Linked DNA regions of Mus musculus: all the other regions are linked to region 2. Evidence: chromatin contacts called from public Hi-C data. All regions are on one chromosome and are shown on one strand. Each heading gives the region's core, a stretch centred on a gene start, on an enhancer-like site or on the middle of the called end of the contact. The rest is flanking DNA. Distances are from core to core; before and after follow the strand shown. Region 1 has its middle 50 kb from the start of Gm32590. Region 2 has its middle 76 kb from the start of Mir21c. Region 3 has its middle 33 kb from the start of Gm32590.

The links. Hi-C and Micro-C count contacts between places; a contact is called where the count stands out from the background.
Region 1: a contact with region 2 is called in a Hi-C map of uterus, with 2.0 times the contacts expected there. The contact joins two enhancer-like sites.
Region 3: a contact with region 2 is called in a Hi-C map of uterus, with 2.3 times the contacts expected there. The contact joins two enhancer-like sites. A contact is called at or near these places in 3 of 484 Hi-C or Micro-C datasets (3T3-L1-derived adipocytes, nephron progenitors and uterus), 1 of 115 datasets of contacts at active chromatin or transcription factors (heart atrium) and 1 of 9 other capture datasets (embryonic stem cells).

What each region holds. Positions count from the first base shown.
Region 1 is chr8:127,854,259-127,857,376 of GRCm38.p6, reverse strand. No RefSeq gene overlaps it. Among named protein-coding and RNA genes, the nearest start is that of Gm32590, 50 kb to the right of the region's middle. Within about 2 kb of position 1,301, at least 13 of the 459 cell types and tissues checked have an H3K27ac peak or open chromatin away from gene starts, as enhancers often do. A contact at or near this core is called in uterus, where this site is marked.
Region 2 is chr8:128,200,351-128,203,465 of GRCm38.p6, reverse strand. No RefSeq gene overlaps it. Among named protein-coding and RNA genes, the nearest start is that of Mir21c, 76 kb to the left of the region's middle. Within about 2 kb of position 1,690, at least 49 of the 459 cell types and tissues checked have an H3K27ac peak or open chromatin away from gene starts, as enhancers often do. A contact at or near this core is called in uterus, where this site is marked.
Region 3 is chr8:127,836,993-127,839,942 of GRCm38.p6, reverse strand. No RefSeq gene overlaps it. Among named protein-coding and RNA genes, the nearest start is that of Gm32590, 33 kb to the right of the region's middle. Within about 2 kb of position 1,407, at least 11 of the 459 cell types and tissues checked have an H3K27ac peak or open chromatin away from gene starts, as enhancers often do. A contact at or near this core is called in uterus, where this site is marked.

The sequences.
Region 1 (3,118 bases), core at 52-2,551, 350 kb after region 2:
TTTGCCAGCTTGTAGCACAAACCTTTCGATCAGGATTAATGCTTCTGGTGATGTTGTCACCTAGACTTTAAAATGACTGACACTTCATCCCTTCGTTCTGATTCGGAAGTGTCCTGACATCCAGATCTTATTTAAACTACTTTTTTTTGCCTCATTTATTATTTTATTTAAACTCAATGCATAAAATGTAAAAACATATTAACATATAGGCTAAAGCCTATGGCAAACATTCCAGACCACATGCAATAGGCAACAAGATAAAATAACTAGGATCAGGCACACATTTTCCCCACAATGCACCTGTACCTCTTGCAGGAATTTATCTCAGAAAATGCTGTGCCCCACTCTAGCCCTGTGGATTAGCTCTTTGCAGTCGCAGTTTCCTGGGAACAGCAGGCACCCCCATGGGAGAATATCAAGCTGTCTTGCCATCTCGCTGAGAGCTTCAGAGAAGGTCAAGCCAAGGTCAGTCCTTCAGGCATACTGATCTCAGTGATAACCAGAACTGGCTGCCAGAAACTTGAATGTAACTTCCAAGAGCGTTCAGAAGCCCCTCCTAAATATTAGGACTGTGACATTTTCAGTCACATGTCAAGGGCTATCACACAGCACTGTCCCAGTAAGCTCTTAATTTCTGATTCCTATACTTCTAAATCCTGGGGTCTTTTTCTTTCCAGAGAATAAGAAGCCCAGGCTTCCCACATCAGTATTCCATCAAAGAAATCTAATGAGATAGCGTCTTGCAAAGATTAGCCAAGTACTAGCAGGACAAGGCTGGCTCATGGAGCCCAAGCCAAGTTCCCAGAGAAGGAAGTTGGACTCTGCCCTTCCTGTCTCTTTTCATTTCTTCAGTTCCCAGGGATCTTGGACTGCCCATTGTTTATTCAATTGTCTGACATGGAGCCAGTATATGATCTGTCCTCTGTCTTCAAAATCAAACTATCTCATTTCCAACTTCCATAACTTGGGACTTGCACTAGGGTAAGTTATCACGAAGTTAATAGGTCTCTTCATCAAGGTTACACTGTGCTAGTTAATTTCCATACTTCACTCAGTTGGATTAAGAAACACCTAGGGGGCTGTCAAGATAGCATAGCAGGCAAGGGAGCTTGTTTCTAAGTCTGGAAACCTGGGCATAAACGTAGAGCTTCACAAGAGCTGGGAAAGTGATAGAGCAAATGAGCCCCACTCCCAGACTCCCTCTGTTGTAAAGGAAATGAGACGCCCCATCTGTGTGTGCACTTGTTTAAGTGATTTGGTTTGAAGAGAAGCATCTGCCTGCGTCCACTCTGAGGGAGGGGTCTCCAGTGCATGCCTGCTCTCCAGCTGCAGGGAAGAACAAGGACAATCCTGGGGCCTCTGGGAAACCTTCAAAATCCCTGGCAGGCAAGATAGCAGATTTCCCTGAAGGGGGGAATTGCCAAGAGTTCTGTAATAGAAGGCTTTTTACCAGCAGCCCATAGTCCCTGTCCCTGCTTCTTCATTTCCTAAACCCAAGTAAAAGGAACAATATGAAGCCAGTACAGGATCCATGGAGAACACGTCTCCAAACACCCACCCACATTCAAAGAGAGCCAAAAGCCTGTATATTTGGCAGTGTGTAGATAAAACAACCATTTTTAAATAGAACACTTTACATCTTTATTAGGATGTTGGGCAGCATGTATTTATTTACTTATACATGCCCTGCCTACTTCTCAAAGACCTGGATATGGCAATATCAGAAGATCGCCTTGGGTTATAATTTTCTCTGGAAACCCAGTGCTGTGATTCATTACAAACACGGTGTTGGAAGAGAGAGGGAGCCGGCTTATGTAAACATAGCATAACGCTATTAACTGAAGCATCAGATTAAAATAACAAACATTATATTAGGTATAAAATCAAATCTGCGGTTGTATCTTAAAAGTATGGATAGGAAAACATAATCATTTCAACTAGACTAGAGCATTTTATTATAACAGAGTTAATTTGCATTTATCTACATGTCTGACATCAACACAATCTCAGACACAAACTTCCTAAGATGAAGCTATTACCACAGGATTTGGGTTAAATTTGCACAGAATAAAAATTCAGTTGGCCTTTCAGAAGGAACATATTTTTATGTCACACCTATACTAAGATTTAATTTTTTAACATAATTCATGCAGCATAGCCACTAAAGGATACAACCAAATTATAAAAAGCTTGGCAACACTAAAAGCTACTGGCTGGAGAAATTTCTGTAAAACAGATACTTTATATACACAGGTGATGGCGGCATCACTTGAGGAATTATGGTACCAGACAGACCTTCATCACCATAATGGTGTCTCTTTAATAAAAAACTGAAAGTAAGTGGATAGAATTGTTTTCAAATTATATAAGCATTAGTTTTCAATCTGTGGAACTTAAGAATGTGTTTTCTCGGCTGAGAGATGTTAACCTGTTTATTCAGGATAAAATGTATTTATATATAAATATTTTGAGTGTATATTAGTACACAACATCAAACCACTACATTTCTTTCCTTCATTTCATTTCTGTAAAAATGTATTATTATTTTTATTTTTTAACATTAGATACAATCTTATCTCTACTTGACTGGCCTCAAACATGCTATATAGCCAGATCTTGAACTTTGAATCCTGCCTCAACCTTCCAGTACTGGGATTATAGCCATGCACTACCTCATTTGAGTCCTGGATCTCTGAGAATGACATGGGGCATCATATATCCTAGACCAGTGTCTACTAACTGAGCCACACTCCCAGACTGGGCTATGGAGTTCTATGGAGTCTGAAGACACTCAGATTTGTCTTTGCAAAACCTTTCTCACTGCATGTCATGTACAAGACAACCTCCCTTAGACTTCAAGTGAGGAATCCTTAGTACTTTTTTTTTTTATCAGAAAGGAGAGTAACTGAGGCTCCTTGCTCAGAACCAAAAGACATAGACCAAGAATTCTGACCCAAAGATCACACTTGCCATGATGGCCATTGTCCAGCTTTTCTTACCAGTTCACCTAATATTCATTCTGAGTTAGTCTCCAATACTAGAGTATGAAACATGTGGCTAGGTTTTTATCTTTGTTACCATTTGTTTTGTTAATAAAATGAAAGCATGGAAGGCATGA
Region 2 (3,115 bases), core at 441-2,940:
CCTGTGCAGGACATATATAATTTGAAGGGAGTATAAGTAGTACTCCTCAGACAGTGATTGAGGCCGGGCTTGGCTGGGCTTGCTTTATAGAGCTATCTGTGCAGCACTTCACTTCATCAAGAGGCACAGCTGAGAACTGCTCCTGATGTTCCTGCTAGTCCAAATCCCTCCTACCTGGCTGTTCCTGCTAGGTTGTGCCACCTGCTGCTATCCCAACACAACTAAAGAACCATCATTAAAAGTAGACCACTGTTTTATACAATGTAGAGTAACTTAGAGTAGGGTAACACATGATCACTATGTATTGTCTATCAGACAAGATCTCATGTAGCCCAAGCTGGCTTTGAATTTGCTATATAGCCAAGGCTGACTCTAAGATTCAGCACACCAAATTTATGCAGTGCTGGACCTCAAGACTTCAGGGACTGAAGCCACATCCTTGCCCCCAATCTCTCTCTTCCTTTGAGTATACACATGCAAATTCCTTGATACCATGAGGATGATTTTTACTGGATCAGTCTAGACAAGGCCCCTCAACTATGATGAAGTAGGAAGATAGTATAGGGAGAAGAGAGCAAGATCATAGGTCATATAACTGGCATATAGTTGGCTGTTAGGTTGAGTATCAGTTTCTAGAAGGTCGTGCTCATGCTTTGGCTTGGGTCAGGAAGTTGGATGCTAACTGAGCCGCAGGAAGAACAGCTAGGCAGGCCCATCTCTGTATTGAGAGCCATGACCACAGGAACTGATGCAATGAAGATGTTGGTTTTGCCATCTAGAAGGCTCACAATTTGGGATGCTTTTCAAACTTCTGGGTAAGCATGACAATGCAAATCTGAAGCAAGACAAGAATGTGGGCACTCAGCAACTGAGAGCTTTGTAAGCAGGTTCCCAGATCCTAGCTGCACTTAAGTTGAGTCTGAGCCCCTGGGCAACTTCCTGAGAAAGCTAGAAAGCATAAAAATAGCTTCAAAGTGCACAGCAGCCAAACATGCCTGCTTCTTAGCTTCACTGAGATCTTTATCTATAGATCTACATCAGATCTTCAGAGATCTGATCTGTAGGTTGGCAGGGAGGAGAAACAGGAATGTGGAGGCAGTAAATCCCATGAGCTAGTAACATGGGCACCTCCACCACCTGCCAGCTCGGGATAGTTCACAGATGAGGAAGTTGCAGCTACAGGAGAGTTGATTCACAGGAAGAGAAAGCTCTGGTGTTCCAGAACTATAAGTCTGCGCCCCCATAGAGATAGATACTGAAATAGGGTATTTTCTGAAAGAACATGAACATGATGAATAAGTCACTGGCTATCCTTATGCCCTGATGTAGTCTTTGGATTTTTTTAGTTCTAAAGAAGAAACACAAGAGACCAAGATGTGTTCTGCAGGTTACCTGGTGATATTTTCATGGGTGGAAGGAATAATTCATGAAGCCTGTCCCCATCTCATTATGGAACATGTTTTACTCATTTACTTAATTTACTGAAGATTTTAATATCACATGGCTGCCAGAAGGACATGGAAACATTTAGAAGCAGGACTCAGGGCATTAACTTCAAACGCCCACTCCTCAACCTTCTGCCAAGAAATAACAAAATATTTGTCTCTGAGATAGTTAACCTCCCTTCCATACGCAATCTACAACACATTACCTTGGCAGGCTCTGCTCTGTCCCCCTTCTCCCCCACAGGGGATGGGAATCGTTTTACTTAGGTTTCCAACTTTTCCCACGAAGATGAGAAACACCAGGAACACACAGCATTTTCCAACAAATTAGTTTGTCCTGAGATCATTTTTCATCTAATTTAAGGGTAAATGTCACAGATGTGTTTCACTGTATTGGAACTAAGGAAGTGAAGTTCCAAATGCAGTCAAGAAATACAATGTCCCTGTGGGCACAGTCAGGGTTTTTATCTACACAGGACCCTACTCCTGTCCCCCAGAGTCAACAGACACTTTTGAGTGTGACCCTCCTCTAGAGGGTGTGGCATCTTTTAAAATTTTTCTTCACTCCAAGGACTCTGGATATATTAGGTCCAAAATCAACTGTTGGCTTTCTGATACATTTTGCCCAACACAAAGTTGCTCAATGTGCCAATCACCAGTGGGGAATGATTATTTATTCCTCAGCAATATGCTTTGAAGAACAGTGGGATGTGGCTCCAGAGAAATAACACATTTTTCTCTGTTTTTCAAATAGTTCATGAAAAATACTGATGTGAAGTACCAATTACCCCCCCCCCATGAATTGGGCTGGAAGTCTTATTGTATGCTTTAAAAAATCACTTACAATTTGCTCATCCCCTTTTAATTCCACAGCAAAAAGGATGCATTTTTCTTGCTCTAAAGATTAAAGTTCGGTCTGTCTTCCTATTTGGTACAAGGGACTCTCTGACACACTGTATTCTCACATCCCCCCATATATCATTATGGGCTGTAAACTGTAAAAGATTGATGTCTACCAGAAGGACCTCCAGAGGTTGCATTCTAGTTAAAATAACAAAATACTCCCTGTTCTCTGGATGTGTCTGAAGAATAGCCCATGGCCCTTGTTTCCCAGACTGGAGTGAGCTTCTGCCTTTAAGACAGTCCATTTTGGATCCAAACTAAATACCTTGCCTAGTGAATTCTCTTGCTAATGAAGTTACTAACAGAGGCCTACTTGCTATTGCTTAATCTGAATGTTTGAATGAGACTTAGCTGCTTTCTGGTCACCATGCTGGAAATGAGATAACTGCTGAGTGCTTAGTGGGCCACCTCTATCACTCTCTCCAAGGCTTAGGTAACACTAGGAAAGAGGAGATATAAAGAAGGTAAACGTAGAAGAAGGTGGCACTTTCTGAGTCTCTCTATTCGAGTAATGGCTGCTGAGGGAAGAAGAGGCATTTTGTTCAGTGATATAGCCATTGCTCCATTTAGTAAGTCTAGGTCACTGAGTCATATACACAGATATGAAAGCAGAAAGGAGAAGAAAACAGATCAACAAAGGGGACAAGAGAGGATTATGGGAGGTAAATACAATAAAAAAAAATACATAAAGAAAATGGCTCTCTAGGCATGCTCATGGAAGCAGGCCAAGAAATTTGAACAAGGTTGAAATGATGTCCCATGAATGG
Region 3 (2,950 bases), core at 158-2,657, 360 kb after region 2:
TCTCTGACTAGAGCCTTTTCCTCCTCCCAGCATGAGATTTCTAGGGAAATTCCCATTTCCTTGGACCATTGTTTCAGCAGTCTGGCAGTTAGACTGAGACACAAATGTCTCTTTACAGTATCTTCATTTCTGCCAAGCCTGTTGCCCTTTGACTGAGGCTTTGTGGCTGTTATGAAAATGTAAAATATCTCAAGGACTTTGGGGAATTCTTTGTTTACACATCCTATCTTTGAGCAGAGCCCACAAACCCCCACTTTAATGATCTTCTCTTCTTTGAATGACACTGAGGAAGCTATGTGACAGGCAGGGCCAAGCTGGACCCACCTTGCTGTCTGCTCCTCTCACATGCTCTGTGACAGTCTCCTATGCCACTACCTCACATATTTACTGCACAGATCTGCAGCAGAACAAGGGGCTTTGCGGAAGACTATGTGCTTTGGGGCACAGATCTTTCCATGCCTGTATACTTCATGTGGTCGGACAAATCACCTTCCAGTACACTGTCAGTAGAGATCCAGGGCCATCGGTTCATTTGGAGATGTACATGCTCAGTTGCCCATTTCTTCAGCTGACTGCTATTCTGCCTCTTTTTTCCTGTAGTCTTCATATTCTTTCCCCTAGTCTTCCTGCACTATGCCAGCCCATGCTCTTGAGTAGGCAATTTGAAACACCAATGCATTTGAGGATAATTGGAATGTGATCCATTTGAGTTAAATTTTGTTTCTCTTAGAGGGGCTTAGCTGCTTAGATATTTTTCCCCTCTGATTCCTCTGCTGGGGCACTGGGACTAGCAGCTTCATCATCCATCATTAGCACACAGGCAATAAGAACTGGATCTTAGCATCTCTTCCTGCATCTTTCAGTTTATAACCTAACACTGAAAAAAAATTTAAAAGGCTTCAGTTTCACTCATTTGTTCCAGAAATGACTTTGCCACAGTCCTGAAAAGAAGTAGCTTAAAGAGGAAAAAAAAAATCATTTTGCTGAGATATGCTAATTCCAGATTTATCAGATAATAGAGAACTAGGTGGCTTTCCAACTCTGCCTGACAAATTTGTAAGTCAGTAGAAGGCTTGCCCATGTAATGCATATCAAAACTCAAATGCTGGGAGATCTTCTGTTCATTTTCAAAACAAAGACATCAGAAGACTTGGGGATGCACTTCAGGTTGTTTTCCAACCCAAACAACCCTTGGCTTTTTTTTTTTTTTCTTTCTCTCAGCAAAGCCTCTCTGGAGATGATCTGAGTTGAGTTGAAACATGTCATCTGAAATCACTTCTATGTAGAACCAGGATTGCTTTGCTCTGGGCAACATTCTTTCTGTGCTTCTCACTCACTATGTACAACACACTGTGGCTCACACCATGTTGAGACTGTGAGCTCCTCAGGGCAGGGCCACTACTGATTTCATTGTGTTCTTGGCAGCAGAAATCTTAGCACATCATGTTTTTGCTCATATTAGACACTCCTCCAGGCCAGGGCAGATGCAAGGGAGGCCCAGAGTCTTCTCTTACTAGCAAGAAGTCTACTGGGGAGGGAACCTGCTGCTTAGAAGTCTCCAGTTATAGCAAGTGAGGAGACAGCAGCCTGCTAATCATCTTCTAGATCTGCAATTATGTTTGGGATCCTCACCTTTATCTTTAAGCTTGGAGTCTATAAGGAAAATATGCCAACAATTGCTTCTGCCCTGGCAGATAGACTCAGATTCACACATTCACAAAACCCACTTGTTAAAGGCTTCCCATTAGAATTTTTAAATGTCAAATTCATTATAACTGGCAAGATCTCCATAATCTGAGTTTTGGGGTCCAAGTCTCTGAAACCTCCCCTTCCATTCCAGTGGTCAGTTTCTTTCTGACCATTGCTTATATCAAGTTCTTCCCAACCCAAGGGTTTTACTCGATAGTCTCTTTGCCTGGTAGACTCTTCATAGAGCTTTGCATGGCTCACTTTTTGGTCTTTTGTTCTCAATTCCCATACTTACCTGACCCTGAGCTCTGTCTTCCCTGGCATCACTTAATTACCCACGTGTTTATTTGTTCATTTATGCATTCACTTTCTTTATGTCGATGGCCCATATTAGGCTGAAACAGTAAGAGCCAGCACTGAGTCATACTCCTCAGATATTGCTTGCACATATGTGTAAGTGTGTACATGTGTGTGTTCTTCCCTTCTTATAACATCTGTCCCTGGACTTAAGATCACCCTAACCCTATATGGCACAATAATTTATAATATAGTTTATGACATCATCATAATTATGACCTCATTATAATTATGACCTCACCATAATTTATCACCATAATTCATGACCTCATTATAATTCATGACCTCATTCTGATCATAACCATATCATGAGTTTCAGACCACAGTGTAACTCATGATCTCATTGTGACTTTGTGACCTCATTGTGATTTCATGCCATTGTAATAATGACTTCATCACAATATATGACCTTCATTGTGACCTTATGACCTCATTGTAACTTTATGATGTCTTCATTTCCAACTGAGGCCATAGTATAAGGCACAGGTCTAAAGATATCATTTATAGGAAGGCAGACCAAGCCCATAGCCATAACTGATTATTTTAGTCACCAGGAACCACTGAGAAGAGAAACCAGACCTGTTGATGTGGTTTTGGATTTATGCCACATGGTGTCCTCATGGACACAACAAGCAAAGAGGTCTTTCCCTATGTTCTATATCATTCATTGTATTAGTTACTTTCTCATCCCTATGACAAAATACCTTCTAACTTCACACAATTCAGTTTCTCATGATGGAGAAGGCTTGATCCAGAAACAACATGGCCACAGAGAGATGGGGTAGAGCTCCCAGACGGGGCAGAGAAAGAAGACAGACAGAGCTAGGCCAGAAGCTGGGGCTACCCCCAGTGACCTATTTCCTCTAGCCAAGTTCCCGTGTCCCAGAGCTCTCATAACCTTGCA